2 separate regions of the Mus musculus genome follow, and region 2 is linked to region 1. The links are chromatin contacts, called in public targeted proximity ligation maps. All regions are on one chromosome and are shown on one strand. The core of a region is the stretch at or near the end of the contact, and the rest is flanking DNA. Distances in the headings are between cores, read along the strand shown. Region 1 has its middle 19 kb from the start of Ms4a7. Region 2 holds the start of BE692007 (a long non-coding RNA gene).

Evidence for each region.
Region 2: a targeted proximity ligation map of memory CD8 T cells shows a contact between it and region 1, with 8,114 read pairs. A contact is called at or near these places in 10 of 39 promoter capture datasets (the C10 cell line, the HPC-7 cell line, embryonic stem cells and 6 more), 27 of 484 Hi-C or Micro-C datasets (B cells, CD4 T cells, CD8 T cells and 15 more), 10 of 130 datasets of targeted methods (CD8 T cells, Th17 cells, effector CD8 T cells and 4 more) and 4 of 9 other capture datasets (adipose tissue, bone marrow-derived macrophages, liver and 1 more).

What each region holds. Positions count from the first base shown.
Region 1 is chr19:11,353,314-11,357,943 of GRCm38.p6, reverse strand. No RefSeq gene overlaps it. Among named protein-coding and RNA genes, the nearest start is that of Ms4a7, 19 kb to the right of the region's middle.
Region 2 is chr19:11,480,752-11,485,381 of GRCm38.p6, reverse strand. BE692007 (a long non-coding RNA gene) reads left to right here and starts at 2,803. Exons shown (of 2, transcript XR_003952860.1): 1 at 2,803-4,630. It overlaps Ms4a6c (membrane-spanning 4-domains, subfamily A, member 6C), which reads right to left. Exons shown (of 7, transcript NM_028595.4): 7 at 3,185-4,176. The coding sequence ends at 4,170.

The DNA of each region.
Region 1 (4,630 bases), core at 709-3,208:
GTTTGTGTGTCCAATGGGCCTCTCTTTCCAGTGATGGCCGACTAGGCCATCTTTTGATACATATGTAGTTAGAGTCAAGAGCTCCAGGGTACTGGTTAGTTCATAATGTTGTTCCATCTATAGGGTTGCAGGTCCCTTTAGCTCCTTGGGTACTTTCTCTAGCTCCTCCATTGGGAGCCCTGTGATCCATCCAATAGCTGACTGTGACCATCCACTTATGCGTTTGCTAGGCCCCGGCATAGTCTCACAAGAGACAGCTACATCTGGGTCCTTTCGATAAAATCTTGCTAGTGTATGCAATGGTGTCAGCGTTTGGAAGCTGATTATGGGGTGGATCCCTAGATATGGCAGTCTCTACATGGTCCATCCTTTTGTCACAGCTCCAAACTTTGTCTCTGTAACTCCTTCCATGGGTGTTTTGTTCCCAATTCTAAGAAGGAGCACAGTGTCCACACTTTGGTCTTCATCCTAGTTTCATACAGTGTATTTTGATCATATCTACCCCTACTCTCACTTCTCCCAGACCCACTCCCTCTTTACCCACCCACCTTTGTGTTCTCATTCTCCTTATATCTATAGTTTAACACACCAATGAGAGTAAAGTTCATCTCTCAACCCTTATTAGAGAAGCTTCCTTTTGCCCTAAATAGAGGTTAACACAGAGACCAAGAGCTGATCAGAATGCAAATGATAAGGAACTGAAGGCTTCCAAGCTCTAAATGGGACATCTGTCATACCCCCTTCTTCCAAGATTCAGGGGTCACTGTAAAACAGGGAGCAGAAAAACTGAAAAAGAATAAGAGAAGAGGATGACTGCAAAATCTTTATACGTTAATTGTCACGACTATTTGCCATAGTGATGGAAAGTGGGCAACTGTAAATGGATAAATGCTTTTAACGGAAAATATGACAGGAATTTATAAAATGAAGGCTGGGACTTGAAAGGTTGGCTCAGTGGTTATGAGGGTTGGCTGCTCAGTGTGAGAAGATGTGCTTAACCCTGAGAGGCGCCAGGGAGGGGAGAGGTCTGGTGAGATGTAGGGGAACATCCTCTTGGAGATGGTGGGAGGAGGAATGGGATGAGGAACAGTCAGAGGGTGGACTAGGAGAGGAATAAAGACTGGCCTGTAAAAAAGATTAAATAATAATAATCTCTCACTGTTATTCTAAATTACTCTTCATATAAACAACGATGGAGAATAACATTAGTCATGCTGTGTTGGCATATGTCTTGATCTGAAAACCTGTATCATAATTAAATAATTAATGATAAATGGTAGATGTGCTTTATTAAAATTAAAATCAGTGTATAAATGGAGATATCCCATGGTACTATTCTGCAAACATTAAAGAAAAGGTTTGAACTAACTTCTTTAAATTACTATTATTTAAACATGAATAAATATACATGGCAAACTGCTAAAAATTAGTAAATGAAAACTAATTAAAGCTATTAGAAATTCAGCAAGATAGCTAGTAAAACATTTTATAAACAAAGTGTGTGTGTATTTAAGTTAAAATGTTCATTTGATTGTTTAAGAATTGAATAGAGACTTTTGTTTAAATACCAAAATATTTATAAAGCATCTCAGAGGAATACCATTAGGAAAGGATGTGAAATATACATAATAAACGTGCCTGAAGTAACCATGGTGAAACCAGAAAAACAAAAACATAAACAAACAAACAACAACAAAAAAAAACCTCTTGTGGAGATCTTTTTCCAGGTTTCTGATAAGGCAGAGAAACTACATAAATAAAGCTAAGAGGATCAAGCAATTGGTGTAGCTGTGCCAGATCAAAAGGAAAGAGTGCCATTTCACAGATGACACTTGAAAACCAAGTATGAAGATGATTACAGAAAGTGAGCAAATATTTCAAAGCATTGAACAAAGGCTTCCTGGGTGGTACCCACCTGTCAGAACCTGAGTAGCACGGCGGGTGACCCTCACAGCCCTCCCAGTTCCTAGGAAAGAATTCAATATGAAGTCACAGATTCAAAACACCCAATTTTGTGGTCAGGTAAAGGAAGTTAAAATGAGATCAGAAAAGCAAAGTGGTTTGGCTCCCGCCTATGCTCTTCCGGAGAAGATTATTTCTCAACGCTGGCTTTGATATCTGACACATTGAAGGCATAAGAGTCTTCACTACACGGTGATGGTAGCTTGTCCTACTTGTTTGGCATGAAATTGTACAATAACGCATTCAGTAGAGTGTCCAGAGCAGAACATACAATAAAAGCTATTATTTGTGTTGATACTGATAGATACATATTTGTACACCCTGTCCCAAAGTGGGTCCCCATCTGTAGTCTTCAAACGTAAGCTCTTGTTACAAATGTGAGGCAAATCAAGCTAAAACTCTAAACATCCTTCTCCTTATCTGTCTACAGATGAATGGAACCTGCCACCCTTGAGTGACTTCTCTGATTCTTACCTAATCATTAGAAATCTGTGTTCTAATGAGTAATCGACAATTAATTGTTGGTCAAGCCTAATATTTTAAACTCAAGTTATATCCTGAATTTGTGGGAAAGTTCAAATATGATTCTCTTATTCATGTAAATATTTTAGCCATTTTAAAAATCAACTCATAATGTTTAATTTACTTCTAGAAGGCTTTTTAAAATTAAACTTATATAATGAATTTAACTACTAGAAATTTCTTTTTCTTTTTATCTTTGCAAATGTATGTGTGGTACATGTCTGCGTTTGTGTTCATGTTAATACATTTGTACATGCACATGCCACAATATGTGTGAAGGTCAAAGGACAACCTCAGACATTGGTCCTCACTTTCTACTTTTCTTGAGACAGGATTTTTGGTTTCCTGCTATATAGATTTCAGGTTAGCTGACCCAAGTCTCCATGTCTTCTGCCTCCTTCCTATCTCTCTTCTATCTCTCTTCCTATTTCACAGCAGGAAGGACTGAGATTACAGATGGGTCACCTCCATTTTTGCACAGGTTCTGGGGATCCAAATTCAGATGCTCATACTTTCCCAGCATGTGCTTAGCACACAGATTTGATAGCCTGGATGAAATATCTTAAACCTCAGGATAAGAAATGGCCCGGAAGTGCTGTGGAATGCAGTGCTCTAGACAGCATATAGCTGTTATACACATTAAATCACAGAATCTGTAGTTATGTCTTTAGGACTTGCAGGAGTTCAAGCAGGTTAAAATTTCTAGCATACAGTAGAGAGCCCTGCTGAGCCCCATCCCTAGCTGAGGAACTAGTGGCAATTCATAGCTCCTGGGGGAAGGACAAAACGTTTTCTTTGGTGGCTGTCCACTGATAGTTTTTCATGCCCCAGTAGATGGCTACACCTTTACGAATGTCAGCACGCTCTCATCATTGCTCTTGATTACTTTGACACTTGAGAGTAAGACCCTATCACTGAAGACACAACACAGGAGCCATCCAACATGACTGAATCAAGCTGCTAGTGACCTGGGAGCTTCATCCCTATTGGCTAGCTTTCAAAGAGCTATAAGGTCATATTCTCTAATATTAAACGATGGATTTTTAAAAAAATACATGAAAATGAAGGGAGATGTGTTGGGAAGGGCCTGAGGATGAGATGGAGGGATGGAGTGGGGAGTAGATATGATCAAATACATTTAGGACTAGAGAGACTGCTCAGTGGTTAAGGGCAGTCGCTGCTCTTACAGAATATCAGAGGTCAGTTGCTAGCACCTATGTCATAAGAACATTAAAGAAGGGAAAGGGAACATGGGTAAATAAGAGACAAAATCTAGAAGATTCCCTTATCTCTACCAAGAGTACAGGGTAGAATAAATGTAGAAGAAACCAAAACCACTCTTTGAAATTAGAGTTATAACTACTTTTGTCACTATCATAATTAACTGGTTAATTAGTCTCATGTTCTTAAAGCACATTTTTTGATTAAATTTTTTATTCACTTTACATCCTGATCACAGCTCCCTCATCTTGTCCCATTCCCCCCTTTACATATCCTTCCTCTCACTACCTCCTCCCCTTTTCCTCAGAAAAAGGAAACAGCCCCTCTTGGTAGGACCCTGCCCAGTGACATCTAGTCCCAATATTACTAAACACTTCCTCTCCCACTGAGGCCCAACCAGGTAGGAGAGGGGGATCCAATGGAAGACAACAGAGTCAAAGACAGCCCTCCTCCAAATGTAGAGGACTCACATGATGACCAAGCTGCACATCAGCTCAAAATGTGTAGGTGCCTAGGTCCTGTCCTTGTGTACTCTTTGGTTGGTGGTTCAATCTCTGTGAACCCCCATGGGCCCAGGTTAGTTGACTATGTAGATCTTCTAGTGGTGTCCTTTGACACCCCCTGGCTTGCTCAATTCTATCCCTAACTTTCCCACAAGAATCCCTGAGCTCTGCCTGATGTCTGGATGTGGGACCCTGCCTCAGTTACCACTGGCTACTAGATGAAGTCTCTAAGGTCTCTAAATACCGTTTTGCTATGTTTCTGTCTGCAAGCATAGTTGAATATAATTAATAGTGTTAGGGCCCTCTCCCATACAATAGGTCTCAAGTTGGAGCAGTCATTGGTTGACTGTTCTCTCAGACTCTACAGTCATCTTTATTCCTGTACATCTTCTAGGTAGGGCAAATTTTGGATTGAAAGTTTT
Region 2 (4,630 bases), core at 1,554-4,053, 130 kb before region 1:
CTACCACTCTAACAACTGGCACAAGCGTATTCAGTATGACTGTAGCTGTTTATCTACAGACATGATTACATGTTCCCTCATATCCAGGATTAATGGTCACATCTGGAGGATCTATAGCGGCAAAGAGAGAAGAGGAAGAATTTATCCTTCAAAAGAGTATTGACAAAAACAAGATTATCCTTAGGGCTTTCCTCCTGCATGATCCTGGCTTTGCCCATGACTGACAAAATGAAACCAAATTTTGCTTTGGGTATTGGCAGCATAGCAAATGCAAGGAGAGATGGTAGCACACATGATCTAGGGAATAAGCATAGGGGCCACTAAATATACTACAGGCTCTTGCCAAGTGGGAAGGGGATTCCATGGGCTTTGCCACAGTAGAATCCCAGGGGTCTCCAAGGACCTTGCCACAGCAGAGTACATCAGTGAAGCACTTATATGCTCTTCCCTGGAGATGCTGCATGGCCTCTGCCAGTTTCTCTCTACTTTCATATTGTTAAGTTGTTTAATTATTTCTACATATCAGAGAAAATGCAGTACTGTGTTCAAATGTCTTTCTTATTTTATTGATTCAAAGGCTCCATGTTCTATACATTTTTGTACAAATGAGAGGATTTAATTTTTCATCATGGTTCCCTTCTGTATGTATGACATTAATCCTTTATCTGTTCTCTTGTTGATGGGCTTTGAGGCAGAGTCATTACCATGAAAGAAGTGGGGAGAGACCAGTGTCTCACAGAGCACTGTGCTTGCAGTTTCACAGACGCTCTTCTGTGAAGTTGAAGTAGCAGGAAACAGATGGCCAAGGAGGACTCAAGGTAATGTTTCTGTCACATACCCACACCAGAGCATGTCAGTCTTTTTGAGGATTGAACAGAGTCTCCATAGCAGACAGGACATTAAATTCGGTGACCGTGCTATGAAAATATGCAAAGGTAAGAAGAGACCATTCCTATTCCTAGTTCTTTGCATTGCTCTGAGAAGGAGCCCAGTGTGGAGAGTGTGAGCATGCCTGGGTTATGAGAAGTTCAGTGTAAATAAAACTAAAGGAAAGTAAGGAGTGGAAAATTCCATATCTAAAGACTTGTCATGAGTTTGCAATTCGGTTTTTGCTTGCTTCCTTTTTGTTTTATTAATCTGAGAAAAAAGTTACCCATTCTTTAAGGCTCAGGAGCATTGCTTTAGCATCACTAACACAGTTCACACTGCGGAGGTCTGCATATACTCATTCATGATTTATTTGAGCTGATTTCTTAGAAAGACAAAGGAAATATGCAATAAGGAGATCTAAAACATGCCTTTAGTTAAAACAGACGGAAATCACATGTGATCTTATTTGTTCTCAGAAACACACACACACAAATGTAGTCAAACACTTCAGTTAACGATCTTCTCTTCTCTGCTCCAGCAATAAAAGAAAAAAAAACTCTATACATTTCTATGAAAATTTCAAAAAAGAGAAGCTATTGTTCTTTTGTTTTTAATTGTTTAGAGATATTTTAGAGTCTTTTATAAAGATGATTAGTATTACATTAATTTTAGTACCTAAGTGGAAGTCATATAGTTCTGAAAGGAACTCCCAGATAGTGAGTATATAGTTCATAGCTACATAGATATACAGGCATTCAATAATGTCTAAGCTTTTAAGTACATAAGTCAGAACACAAACATGAACAATATCACATCAGAATGATATTTAATATTACAGAAAAAGCATAGAACAAAACTTGAAGAAATATGTTTACATTTTTATTTACATAAAAAATTAATAGCTGGGCTTAAATATGACAATATTTATAAATGAGAATAGTTGAACCCAACACTAACATGAAATTAGTAAAAGTGCTAAAAAATTACTAGCTAAAAATATATAGACTGTGATGGTCAAAGCCTACTTATACCACAGGAGTGCTCCAATGCCAGAATGAAGTTGGCTAAGAGGAGGCAGAAAAGAGATTGTATATTGCAAGTCTTTTGCCCAGGCTGTGACCGACACTGAAAAAAGACATGCCAACAGAATAGATAGGTGTAAAATGCACTAGAAGTGAATTTTCCATAGCTCTAATCATGTAATGTTTCTGTATCAGGACACTAAATTCATGGAATAAGATTGGAGTGTCCTATCCTTCTTTCTTTTTAACATTCATTTGCAAATGATTGGTATAGTTTTCTTTAAATACTGAAATGAGTTGACTGTTGAAGCACCCTGAGCCTGAGGTTCACTTGCTGGCGAGGTTTTTGACTATTGCTTCCATTCCTTCACTTGTTATATAACCATTCATATTTTAGATTCTTTTATGGTAATTATTCTTGGGTAGCTTTCCCCAATTTATATCTTTCTACTGTTTGTTTTCATTTCTTTTAATTGTATAAACTGGTTCTCTATTTGACTTTAAGTGCTTATAGTCCCTGTAGAGTTGATACGGATGTCTTCTTGTTTCATAAAAGGTTCGGAAATTTTGATGACAACAGTGATGGCTGAGGTAGAATGTGGATGTAGTAATGAAAACATCAACTGAGAGTTCTAGATGGTAGGCCTTCCTTCCCTGAAGGAGGAGTAGTTACATGATCAGTAGTAGGTAAGGACTGGGGACATGTCTCAAGGAAAGACTCTCCTCTTATACAATTGCCTTTAGGCAAAAGGAGGAGGAGGAAGAGGAAGAGGAGGAGGAGGAGGACAAATATATTTTATTTGGGGCTCAAATAGACCTTCATAGCTTATAGAATATGATCCTAAATGTATTGTCATTCCCCACATTCCATATTTTACTATTAATTTCATTTTAAACATATTTTATGTTTTATGGGTATTTTACAAGGATGTATGTCTGTGTGTGTTCTATATGTGTGTCTACTGCTCACCGAGTCCAAAAAAGGATGTCAGATCACCTGGAACTGGAGTTTTAGATGTTTGTGAGCTGCCACGCAGATGCTGGTAATAAAACTCATGTCCTTACAGGACCAAAACCAGTAAGTGCTCTTAACTGATGAGACATCTCTCTAGCCTCTTATAAGAAGTGAAGAAATGCCTCTTATTTGTTTGTGGCAATCCTAGAAATAAATGTTATCTGGTACCTCCAAAATGCATTGCTAAACTTTGAGTGTTTATTCAGATCCAGTTTAATACACACACACACACACACACACACATACACACACACACACTGACAGAGATATATTCCTATTTGTCTTTCCCATGCTTTTATTGGTTGATAGAGAACAAAAGAATATCAAACAAATGTGTTTACATATCACAGGGGACTTGATCTGTGCATAAAAACAAAATAACAACAAAAGCCCTTACATATAGAACATACAATCAAAAAAGACTTTATTTTGAACCAACAGCATGAATACTCTTGAGACTTCATTGCATGCCACTAGTTTCTATGCACTAGTCAATAAAATTGATATGAGAGAAGACCCACGTCATAGCAGAGATTCTGAATACAAAGACTGCTAATGGTTAACTGTTGCTGTTAATTGCAGGGGGCAAGAAAATGTTGTCCCTTTGCTCCACTACAATGGCCTGAAACATTCTGTTTGGTTTTCTTTCTTTCTTTTTTTTTATTACGTATTTTCTTCAATTACATTTCCAATGCTATCCCAAAAGTCCCCCCCCCCCCACTCTCCTACCCACCCACTCCCATTTTTTGGCCCTGGTGTTCCCCTGTACTGGGGCATATAAAGTTTGCCTGACCAATGGGCCTCTCTTTCCAGTGATGGCCGACTAGGTCATCTTTTGATACATATGCAGCTAGAGTCAAGAGCTCTGGGGTACTGGTTAGTTCATAATGTCTGTTTGGTTTTCTAAGAAAGGCCACCATTTGTAGGTCTGGGCTTTGGCTGAAGCCAAGGTCATGAAAATCAGTAGGGTGCCAGTAATACACACATTCAACTTATACTGGTGCCCACTGTATGAACAGTCTACATTTTAAGTAGCAAGCATTGCTACCCTGTGATGGTTGGATTTTCTGCATTATCATGAAGACATATCCTCTGCTGTATAGTTCCCACTTGTTTCGGGTATTTTGTTTTTTTGTTTTTTTTGTTTTGTTTTGTCTTGTTTTGTTTTTCTTAAAAAAAACCAATCGTTCCTCATATGCACAGTTACAAAGTGCCTTTGATTCCACATTGGCTTCATTATTGGAGTTATAAGACAGAAAAAATCACATTCTAGAACAAAGAAAATATGTGGTTTCAGGTTATAAATGAATATTATATGTATATGTTTATACGTACATATGTGTATGTATGGAGGAACATAGATACGTAGATACAAATGATACAACTTCATTCAGTGTTGTAGATGTTCCATGATGAGAATAGCACACCTTATGTGATGCACATATTTGATGTATATCATCTCCTCTTTGTTCTGCACTCTAATTAAGGATCTGGTCAGAGCAAAGCTTTTTTGTTCAGTTAGTGAAGCCATACACCTTGAGCTGGCTGAGAAGGGTTGCATGTAGTTATCAAACAGTATTTCCTTAGTGTCTTTAATTCAGGGAAAAAAAAGTAAAACCAGAAGGAAGGGAAACAGATTCTAAGATGCTGATTGAATACATTCCAGTGTGCAATTGGCCTTTATCAAGTCAAGACCCATAAAAAGACTAGTCAGTATAAGAAA